2 separate regions of the Mus musculus genome follow, and region 1 is linked to region 2. Evidence: chromatin contacts called from public Hi-C data. All regions are on one chromosome and are shown on one strand. Each heading gives the region's core, a stretch centred on a gene start, on an enhancer-like site or on the middle of the called end of the contact. The rest is flanking DNA. Distances are from core to core; before and after follow the strand shown. Region 1 has its middle 55 kb from the start of Gm3985. Region 2 has its middle 110 kb from the start of Gm22140.

The links. Hi-C and Micro-C count contacts between places; a contact is called where the count stands out from the background.
Region 1: a Hi-C map of cortical neurons shows a contact between it and region 2, with 2.7 times the contacts expected there. The contact joins two enhancer-like sites. A contact is called at or near these places in 3 of 484 Hi-C or Micro-C datasets (adipose-derived mesenchymal stem cells, cerebral cortex and cortical neurons), 1 of 115 datasets of contacts at active chromatin or transcription factors (astrocytes) and 1 of 9 other capture datasets (embryonic stem cells).

The regions. Positions count from the first base shown.
Region 1 is chr8:33,002,719-33,007,913 of GRCm38.p6, reverse strand. No RefSeq gene overlaps it. Among named protein-coding and RNA genes, the nearest start is that of Gm3985, 55 kb to the right of the region's middle. Within about 2 kb of position 3,138, at least 19 of the 459 cell types and tissues checked have an H3K27ac peak or open chromatin away from gene starts, as enhancers often do. A contact at or near this core is called in cortical neurons, where this site is marked.
Region 2 is chr8:32,291,091-32,296,841 of GRCm38.p6, reverse strand. It overlaps a transcript of Nrg1 not described here. Among named protein-coding and RNA genes, the nearest start is that of Gm22140, 110 kb to the right of the region's middle. Within about 2 kb of position 3,156, at least 164 of the 459 cell types and tissues checked have an H3K27ac peak or open chromatin away from gene starts, as enhancers often do. A contact at or near this core is called in cortical neurons, where this site is marked.

The sequences.
Region 1 (5,195 bases), core at 1,889-4,388, 710 kb before region 2:
TTTTGACCACCGGACCCCACTTTGTAGTCAAGAGCAGCCATGAACTTGAGATCCTATTGTCTTCGCTTCTCAGTGCTGAGATTCCAGGAACACTGTTCATACAGTTTTGTTCAAGATTTTCGACTTAAAAAGCACTGTCCTTTATACTGTGGATATTTCCCATTAATGTATTTGTGTGTGTCCTCTTGATATATCTACTTCTGTTCTCCCTCTATTTCTTTTAATGATCCTGGTTGGAGATTTGTCCACTTTATTACCGTATTTGAAGTCCTGTCACTTATATTTATTGATGTTACTAGAGGACAACTTGGAGGAGTCAGTTCTCTCCTGCTACCACGTGGGCTCAGGGGGATGGGACTCAGGCTGTCAGGCTTGATGGGCAGGTGCCTTCCCCTGTAGAGTCGCCTGCCTCACTGCCTCCAGATACTGTATATTTTGTGCCTCCTTTTCCATTTGCTATTTATTCTCCCAGCTTCACTTTGTTGTTTTCCAGGTGTTGTGAGTTGAATGGTTGGCTCATGCTGTCATTTCCTTTGTGTGATACCTTAAGGATGTTGATTGCCTCCAAGTGTCATTAGGCAGTGTTCTCAGAGTCATTTCCAAAGCACCACTTTTGTCCCTACTTGTTTCCTTTTGTTATTTGCTTTTGTTGTTGTTGTTGTTGTTGTTGTGGTGGTGGTGGTGGTGGTGGTGGTGGTGGTGGTGGTGGGGTGTGTGTGTGTGTGTGTGTGTGTGTGTGTGTGTGTGTGAAATCCAGCACCTTGCATGGACCAGGTAAAAGCTTCATTACTGAACTTTGCACTACCCCCGATAGTTTCCCTATATTTCTAATTGTATATTGTTACAGATCTTAATTTCTCATTTGCCTTTGGGAGTAATTCAGGAGAAAAGCCCTAAATGTCAAAGTTTTATTCTCTTCTGCTTTACTTTGTCATAGCTGAGAAGAGTGGCTTGAACCCTTTTCACATTTGATATTGTTTTTGAGACTCTTCTCTGTAGTACAATATTGAAGAGTACTGATCAGAACATCAGAATGTGTTGAGTCTTTCCCAATGTCACTAGTTAAGATGAGGTTTTATTGCATTAGAGTGGGGCCCAGTGATAACAAACTTCCCTCTAGTTCAGTTAGTGAGTGTATACATCCACACATCCAGAGACACCCATAGGTAAAAATAACATGTAAAGAGAGAGGGAAATATTGGAATAAGTTGTTACAGGAAGGCTGAGACTTACAGTATTTATATTATTATTAAATTTGTGGGACATCCCATTATACTTATATTATCAATTTATTTCACTTAATGGTTAGTTAGAGGAATTGAAGTTAACATTTGACTATAGATTTTTTTAAATTGAAAAACTTCTGTCCATTTTATTTAAAAAGTGACCTTCTGTATTTAAATCTCTACTCTCTATTTTTATGCTTTTACAACTCAGGAGAAGAATATTTGCCTCTTTATGATAAGATAAATAAAATATCAATCATATAACATGAAGAGTATGGTTGAATACAGTGTTACCATCTCTCAACTAATTTCTTTTAAAAAGCTATTTCCAGATAAGGTCATATTCTGGAATTCTAGGTGGATGAAAATGCCTATATTTGTTAGAGCTGGTATTTATTTTTTGAATGGTTTGGAATAAATGCTTCCTTAATGTTTCTTAATTTTCTGTTTTCCTTGCTTTTATGCTATCAAGCATTCTGTTTCATCTTGTTTGTATCCAACAAGGGGTCATTCCATAGACTTTAAATATCCATAATGCTTTCCAAATATAAGACTTGATAATGAGGATGATGGTAGCCATGATAGTGATGGCAAGATATATGTATAGAGAAAAGGGTGAGCAAATTTATCCCATATACTATGTATGATAATGAAATTACTAACAGTTGCTCAGTCTTGCTGTATAGCAGACACCATGTAAATTGCTGTTTATATGTGTCCCCAGTTTATTTTATATTGCTTTGATAAAATATCTTAGCAAAAGCAGTTTAGGGGGGAAAGGGTTTATTTTACCTGACAGTTTCCAACCTTATGGGGAAGTCAGAGCAGGAGGAGCTCGAAGTAGCCAGTCATCCTGACATCCAGAGTCAGACCAGAGAGACATAATTGCATGAATGGACTTGCTCACTTTGTCCATCATTTCAGGACCCAGCCTATGAAATAGTGCAGCCCATACTCAGGGTACCTCTTCCCTCTTCAATGAACTCAATTAAAAAAAATCCTTCACAGTTCAGTCTGATCCAGAGAATCCCTTAATGGGATTCCCTTAATGCCTGATGAGTACAGGTTGTGTACATTGACAATGGGTTAACTATTGTTCACGTTATCTCAGTAAATCTTTATATGAATCTCTCTCTCTCTCTCTCTCTCTCTCTCTCTCTCTCTCTCTCTCTCACACACACACACACACACACACACAATGTTATGGATACTTAAAATTGTTCTCCTCTGATAGATAAGGACAAAGTAAGCTAGTTAAGAAAACTGCAGAAGAGGAAGTAGAAAGATTTTAAGAACCAGAGATTGGGAGAACCAGGGCAAAACAGTTCCTTCTAGACTTGACCAGGCCACTACATTCATAAACCAACAACATCTGTGTTTGACTGAGTTCAAGGCAGTCAACATTTTATCAGTGAGTAGGATGAAGTCATGAAGCCCCACCCCTAGCTGAGGAGCTAGTGACAACTGGTGGCTTCCAGGGGACAGAAAGCCTATTTCTTTTTGAAGAATATGGCCCCAGGTTCACAATGTTTCAATGGACAGCTAGTCCTATCCCTGTAAGTATATCTGCTTGATGGATTATTAAGAAGAAAAGAGGAAGAGAAGGAGAGAATGGGAAGACAAAGCTGTATCACGGTGTGGGGACCCCTTCTGTTCACACATAAGGTCACATGATGGAAGAGTAGGAGTTAGGACATTCCATATGCCTTTTGTGGGCATACAACTAACCGTTTAGCAGATGGCAGATGGGAATGGTTCCTTTTGGCATTTGCTCAGAGCTGAGATCCTTGGGGCTATGGACCCCAGAGCTCTTACAGTGCAGGTGTGTTAGGAGGTGGGGGGAGGGGCACAGTGTTTCTATGGCTACCCAGCTGAGTAGTGACAGGCAGCTTGGGATAATGATCCTCACACTGTGAATCTGGCAAAGTTTCTTTCAGGCCACTTTGTGGCTCGTGCACCCTCCAGTTCTCTGAAAGAGGAGAGATACAAACAAACTAAAATGAATAAAACAGGAGCCCAGGGTTCTCATATCTGCTTTGAGGCATTTACATTTTAATGGAGCAGCCTGGGCACAGTCCCAGACCTATTGATTCATGACATCCAAGGGAGGATTCTGTGAGAATCTTATATTTTATGAGCATACTAAAGGATTCACATGATTTAACACGCTTAGGAAACAACAGGATTCCTGACTTGTGAAATAGCTAACAAGGAGATATTCAGTGAAAGGGTTTTAGGTAAGAGCCAGGTAGAGATGGTAAGAGGGGAACAGGACAGTAAGGGCTGATGCCCTCCAAAGGCAGCCAGAGAAAGATGCTAAGTTATACCAAAGATGCCTGGTTCCTGCTCTAGGGAGAACCTGCAGGCAGACAGTGTTTGGGGCTTGGATTTCAACTTTCTTCCTAGGAGGAGCAGGCTAGACTTGAGATTGCTTATTAAGTAGTAGCCTTTAGAGATCAAAGAGTCTATTCCATCTTAGAGAAAGGTACCCTGAGAGAAAATTCTCGCCAGTTCCATTGTCTCTGCTGTCATCACATGCAGTTGAGGGGGATGTAATCTCCCTTTTACAAAAAGAAACTGCTCATTATTTGCTTTTGCAATTCAAGCTGTAACCTAGTCTTCTGACAGCGCATGTGACAGTTTTTAAATGAAGGCAACTGGAGAGGCAAGAGAACGAGAAGAGAAAAGAACCCGGGGAACAGATGACAAGGTTCGGCCGTTTTTGATTTTCCCAAAATAAACATGGTATTGAAAAGTGATCCGAAATCACACTTGCTTTTGAGTAATACTTCTGTGAGACTGTTTTTTTTTTTTAAATCTATATTTTGAAGCACGCGCTTTGAGATTGGATTTGAAATTGGCTTAATACCAAAGTATGACATGTTCTCTTTTTACCAGGATTTACTGTCCTCTCTTGTCTGTTTAGATCTTACAAATTTCATTTTCACGATGCCTCAATCTTTGGGCTTGATGGTCCCTTACTGAATGGAGCTTTGATCTGAATGGGGTCCTCAGGATGTGATAACCCTTCCTCTGTTATTTATCTCTTCTTTGTAACTTCTGCCTTCATTGCATTTTTGCATAATTTATTGACATGTTCTGAGTGGCTGCTCAGAGTCAGCACTGCACAAGTACTGAGACACACAGGCTCTGCTTAGGGGCACTAAGTTGAATGCTGAGCAGTCCTGCTGCATACTCCCAATTCTCCCCTCTCTCTCTACTGTCATGGAGGTTGTTTCAAATGTCCCCCTTCCCAGTCTTCCCTCTGCAAACCCACCATCCCATCCCCCCACCCATTTGCCTCTATGAGGGTGCTCTCCACTCACCCTCCCACTCCCACCTCACCCCTCTATCATCCCCTATGCTGGGCCATAGAGCATCCACAGGACCAAGGGCCTCCCCTCCCATTGATGCCAGATAAGGCCATCCTCTGCTACATATATAGTTGGAGCCATGGGTCGCTCCATGTATATACTCTTTGATTGGTGGTTTAGTCCTTGGGAGCTCTGGGAGGTCCGGTTGGTTGATACTGTTGTTCTTCCTATGAGATTGCAATCCCCTGACCTTTCTAAGTGCCTTGTCCTTGCAGTGGCTCTTCTCCATCCTGGACTAGCAGTTTATGCTACCTGCTATCTATATACACAAGCATGTAAATATCACATAGCATCTCTTCTCAAAACACGAAGCAGAAACCCTTTGACTTTTGTTCCCCTTCACTGCCCTGTTGGGAACAACAACAACAAAAAGCGGGAGGGGCTGGGGAGGCTCTGGGGAAGATGGGAAGGACAAATATGCGACATCTGGCCAGAGTTCCTGTGCTCTGGGCAGGCGGATGCGGGGAGACTGCCAGGTGCTTTCTGCTCAGCCCTGGTGGGTGAGCATCTAAGCCTCTGACCCCACAGGGAGTGGAGAAGGGACAACCCTCAACCTGGGACCCTGGAACTCCCTTGCTAAAGCCCTGGGGTTGTA
Region 2 (5,751 bases), core at 1,907-4,406:
TGTATTATTTACATTTATTATTCTACCATTCAGGGCATGATATTGGTGGTTGTGTCCCCTCCAGAATCTTAATCCTTCCAGCTCAAATGAATTCTCTTACTTGAAATCAGCCTCGTAAAAATGTCACCATCTTAAACTAACTTTAGGTTATCATTTGTCTTTAATATTATAATTATCATATTGTATTATAAAATATGGTTTACATTTCCATAGAAACAAGCAGTGTTTCATATTGTACATTAAATATATATTATGCCATGAAGTACTAATGCATTATTATTTAATTATATATAAGGTAATGTGCCCTTTCCTTGGGAAATATTAAGTAATAGTTCTAGGTTAGGACCCATTTTATTATTTGAATAAGCATAATTAAGGCCATGATTCTACTTCATTTAAAATAGTTGGAACATAAAATAAAAAATCCTGCAAGACCTAGAGATTCTGACTCTAAAAATTGTCTAAGAAAGTGCTGAAATTCCTGGGAATTTCTACTACAGAAGCACACACAAAAGCCACTGGGTTTTTAGTTACCCTACCACCAGCTGAGGGTTCCTTACTCCGCTTGGGATCCAGTGGAAGACTGGAAAGTTTTCTAAGTGAAGAGCTAGTTACTGCCAACATCCTTCATATACTCCCTTTACATACTCAGAGAATTGAATTGATGCTAAGATTTCTATCTTTCAAGGATTGCCTTAAACTTCTCTTCTAAACAAAAATGAAAACTAATTTGAAGTCACTCATAGAAAACAACACAGGTGGGTAAAGAGGGAGCATTTATCCATTACCAAGAATATTCCTGTGCCCTCCCCAAAAAATGTCCCCATGTTTATTTACAAAATAGGTTAATTTATCTTTTAAAAATCAACTTCCAAACCTGGAGATGTTTACTGGGTATCTTCTCTTCATCAGACAATGCTGAACGCGTAACCAAGCACATCATGAGACAAAACAAAAACGCAGCCCTGGTCATGTGAAATGCATTCTAGTTCATCCCTGCTATACGCCAGGCTCCAGACTGAGTTCTCCATAGAGAGGTGAACACCAACCATGATCCCTGTTGCCTCTGTGACATTGACATGACTGTGTCTCCTGCATGTGTGCATGTGTATTCATATGGCATACATGTACTATGTATGCCCATTCACATGTTGGGCAGGCAGACATGCTTGTGGAGGCCAGAGATTAACATGAGTTATCCTCTTACTTAGTCACTTTGCATCTTGTATATGGAGTCTCTCACTTGTATTCAGAGCTCACCAAGTCAGGCTGATGTAGCTAGTAGACTGTAGTGGGGATCCCACTGTCTTTGACCCACATGTTAGGATTACAAGTGGGCCAGTAACCACAACGAACTATCACCTAGCATCACTGTACCAAGGACTGAACCTTTTAACACATGGCTCTTTGGGGAACACCAGGGATTCGAACCATCCTACTAGAAACTGTTTCTAGTCTCCATGTAGTCCACAAGAAATGGCTTTGGGGTGAGATTTCTCCTTGCACATGTGGCCTCTGTAGAAGCAGGTGCCTTGACAGATGCAGCATCCTCATCTGCAAGTATCTGCTGGACCAGTGATGTCTTTAAATGTTTATTTCTGCTGAGTCAGTTCTTTATCTCATGTATCAAGTTGCTCAGTGTTGAAGAAGGAAGAATGAACCTTGCCCTTGTGGTCACAGACTTAAAATCAGTTTATTCTAGACAAGAGACACAAGATCTCTCAATGTTCAAAGTCATTATCCAGAATCAAAAATCAAACCTGGGAAACAAACACTTCATGTCAGGAAGAATTATATATATATATTCTTCTATTCCTTGTGCTGATGGTGTTATGGTGTTAGACTATAACTTATTAAGCACTTGCCAGTGTGGGTGAATCAATGGGCAGCTTTGCTTCTTCAATAACAAGAAGCATGATTTTCAAGCACTCACTGAAATGTGGGTGATATCACAGAAATCACGGTCCCTTGGAATGATTACGAGCATTCTTGTCATGGCACAGAAATTTACCGGAGTTAATCCTTCGCCACAAACCTTGAGTCTCATCACACAGGTCAGAAAGTGCCACCCATGGGAATAATGCCATTCTCATGTATCTCCTCCCTCACTTTCATGGAATGACTTTTATGCAACTTTAGCTCAGTGAAAGTGAAGAGAAGATGTGCACCTAGGTTTCAAAACTAAAGGGAATCCCCCTGCCCCCCTCCCAATGAACAAAAGCAGTTCCAAGTCTGTGGAAACATACCACCAAGAATTCAGACCCCTTTGCCCAAATGCTATCATTTCACTCCTGTCTTCTCCCTTCAGCTTCATACTGCCCAGTTTGCTGTCCCTAGGCTTGCTAAAAATCCACTAGGAAACTGCTGTTTTATTTTACAGTTTCCCTGTTCATGCACACTTGAGTGTGCACAGAAGCCCTTTAACTTTGGGCCAAAACACTGTGAAATACTTGATCTGTTTCATTTGAGAGAATTATAGTGTAATTCTCTCCCCTGACCCCCTCCTTTACCAAGAAACAAGTGCGCAAGATGCTGTTTCGACAGTGTGGTTATTGTGGCTTATTGGAATTACATCTGGTTTGTGTTCAGTTCAGGGAAGAAATCCTATGCAGTTGTTTTATTCAAGTCGCTTCGGGGAGTGAATGGGTACCTCTGAGAGCGTGTTTGTTTCATGCTTTACTAACATCAACATGCCTGAAATTCTCTTATCCTAGGCACCCTTTTCCTCTCACTTCAGTCACTTCAGATAAGACTCACCACCCTAGATCTCCTTTGTTGTGAATGTGGAGTGAGATGTCCTAAGTTACCAGGAATAAGAGTGAAGGCAAAGTTTAACCTTGGAAAATACTGTCAAGGGCAATTCTGGAAGAAAAGCAAAAAGGGAATTCCTTTCTCTCAGTTTTAAAATGTGGTGGAGGAGAGGGTCCTGTTCTTCCTGGCACTGGTTCACTCACCAAGGAGCTGGAAATGGTTGGCACCTGATATTTTTCTTGAATTTATTTAAGCTCACAGTGGTACAAGCTGCTTACTGACCCTCGAGGTAGCAATCACTATTTTAAAATGTGTCTTATTCTTGCTACAAGGACTAAGCTTGCATGGAGGCTGCAGCCCAGGAGTCTTAAAATGCAAATGAGGGAAACCCCAGGTTAGAATGCTTCTGCACGCGCAGACAGGTTTTCAATCCCGTTACCTTAGCAACATGTGCCCTTGTGTTCCTTGAATCACCTTGACAGTCTGGTGAGGAGGGGCCGGTGAATTAGAAAGAAAACTGGGGAGTATGGAAGTTTAAGATTGGTTGGGATCCTTCTGACTCGGTTCTTACTGTAAAAATAGAAAGTCCCCTTTCCAGAAATAAAAGAACTCGGGAAGAAATAAGCCCACTGGTTGAAAGGCATGGAGGTGAAAATATCAGAACTAGCCGGACCTCAGTGAGCAGAGATATTCCAAAAATATCCTCCCCACCAGCCGCGCTGCAGATGTGTGGCTCTGGCTCCTTGAGGCTAGCCATCTGCTGCAGTGTTTCCCTGGAAACCCCAGCAACGCCCCTCCCGGCGCTCCTCCCGCGCCAGCCCTGCGCCGCTAAGGAGTGGCGGTGATGTCACTGCTGCTAGCTAGGAGGGAATCCCGAGATCCACGTCCCTCGGGTGGAGCCAATCATGGTGGGCTCTGCTGCTGGGAACCTGAGGCTTTTGACAAGATTGAAATTACCAAGGCAACATGCCATTCATCACAGTCCACAAAACACGGCTTGGAACAGATTCTAAAATCGTGGTTTTTTTGTTATCGTTGTTTTTTTCTTTCTTTTTCTTTTTCTTTTTCTTTTCCTTTTCCTTTTTTTTCCCCTCTCTTTTGCTTCTTTTGCTTCTTTTGCTTCTTTGTAAACGGAGCCCGGCCCACAGAGGCAGCTCGGCAGGCAAACCACCTACACCTACGGAGTTTTAACCTTCTCTCTGTGGATACATGAGAAAAAGACACGAAATGATTTTTTTAACCTCTTTTAAAAATAAAGGTAAAGAAATCTCTCTTATCTATACGCTGTGGCTGTGCTGTTGCCTCTGCAGAAAACTAGAATGAGAATTCCGAATGAGTTGTAGTTACACGCGGACCTAAGGCTGTGAGATGCTTAGAGGGTGTGTGTTCTGTCAACCCCCATAGACACTGATGCAGAGCGGTGTAACAGTAAAAGGGCCTGCTTCCTTTAATGATTGGTAGGCAGGATTAACTTTTGAGAAGCATGGAAAAAAGGGACAAAGAGCTGCCTTTGGAAAATCATGCTGCTCTGGGTATGTTTTAGCTCACATTCTCAGAATCTTAGCAGGAATTAAGTAAACCCAAAAGAAAGAAAAACAAGCCTCAGTAACGTTGGGTTGGGGCAAATAAGTACACCGGGGTCTGCTCTTGCGATTGTGCCTCATTCACAGGTTGTAGACAGTCACAGCGTTTGTGGTCAGGATGTTTCTAGGCAGCATGTCACAGTAAAACCAGTGGATATTTAGGGAATACATTTATTTCATCTTGTTTTCGCTCCTACAAAGGAGAGTTGTAGTTGTAGACTGTATATCAGGTAGTAGTGATGTACTGAACATACTCTTGTGCTCTTGGCATTTAGAAACAAATTATTAGTCTTTGTCGGCATTCTTAGGGAAAGCCACATTATATTTTTAGTGGCCTAAAAGCTAAAATCAAACATACACTTTAATTTGTTCTCTTCCTGTGGTTAGTGTTTTATTTATATGTAAAGGTTTGTATTCTCACATTTGTGATTCTCTCTCCCTTCTGTCATCCAGATCTTTATTACCAAAATACATTTGCCCTTTCCCCCTAATCTTTATGCATTTTTTTCACAATTAAGCAGTGTACCTTGGAACACACACACACACACCCCTATCTCCCAGGCCACAAGGAAGAAAATGTGCATATGAATGTATATCTTTTCTGTAATCAATATGCATGAGTTTTCACAGAAGATTTGCTGGAATTTTTCATCAATTCTTTACCTGACTCCAATATGCTCACTTAAAACTATGTTTTAAAAAAAATCAGATTTAAAAAACATAAGCTAATGGATACAAAAGCAGTGTGTCCTGGAGTCTTTAACTCTGTCTCCTGAGTTACTTCATTTCTCTTCTACCTCTAGGATAAGAGTTTTGCCAGGAATCAGGGTTTATAACAGTCTACATAACTGGTTAATTTTCCTTTATGTTCTTGGCTTAATGTATAAATGAAATAGCTAACTCTTGGAGAGATAGAGAAAACCTGACCCACTCTAAATTCTCTCTGTGCCCTGTCCCCCACCATACCCAGGGCCAGTCCACTTTTCCAGAGCTGTGAGCCCAACCTCTGTCTTTTCAAGCCTTTCACTGTACCATATGATAGGGAAGTTCTCTTCTCTTCTCTCCCTCCTTCTCAGCCATCACACTTGGCTTAGATATTTTCAGGTCCCCTGAAAACAGATTTTCACTTGCCACGATTAAATAATGGTATTTTAAGGAACCCACCTGGTCAAACAAAGAGGAGATAGACAAAAGAAAAAAAAAAGAAAAAAAAAGAAAAAGAAAAGGAAGAAAAGAAAAGAAAAGAAAAGAAAAGAAAAGAAAAGAAAAGAAAAGAAAAGAAAAGAAAAGAAAAGAAAAGAAAAGAAAAAAAGGTTTCAGAGACTGATCCCTGAGTCTGGCTCATTATAGATTCTATTTCCATTTGCTGGTGACAGGCTCGGCAAATAAGCAGTGTTGCTGACCAGAGAACAGCCTG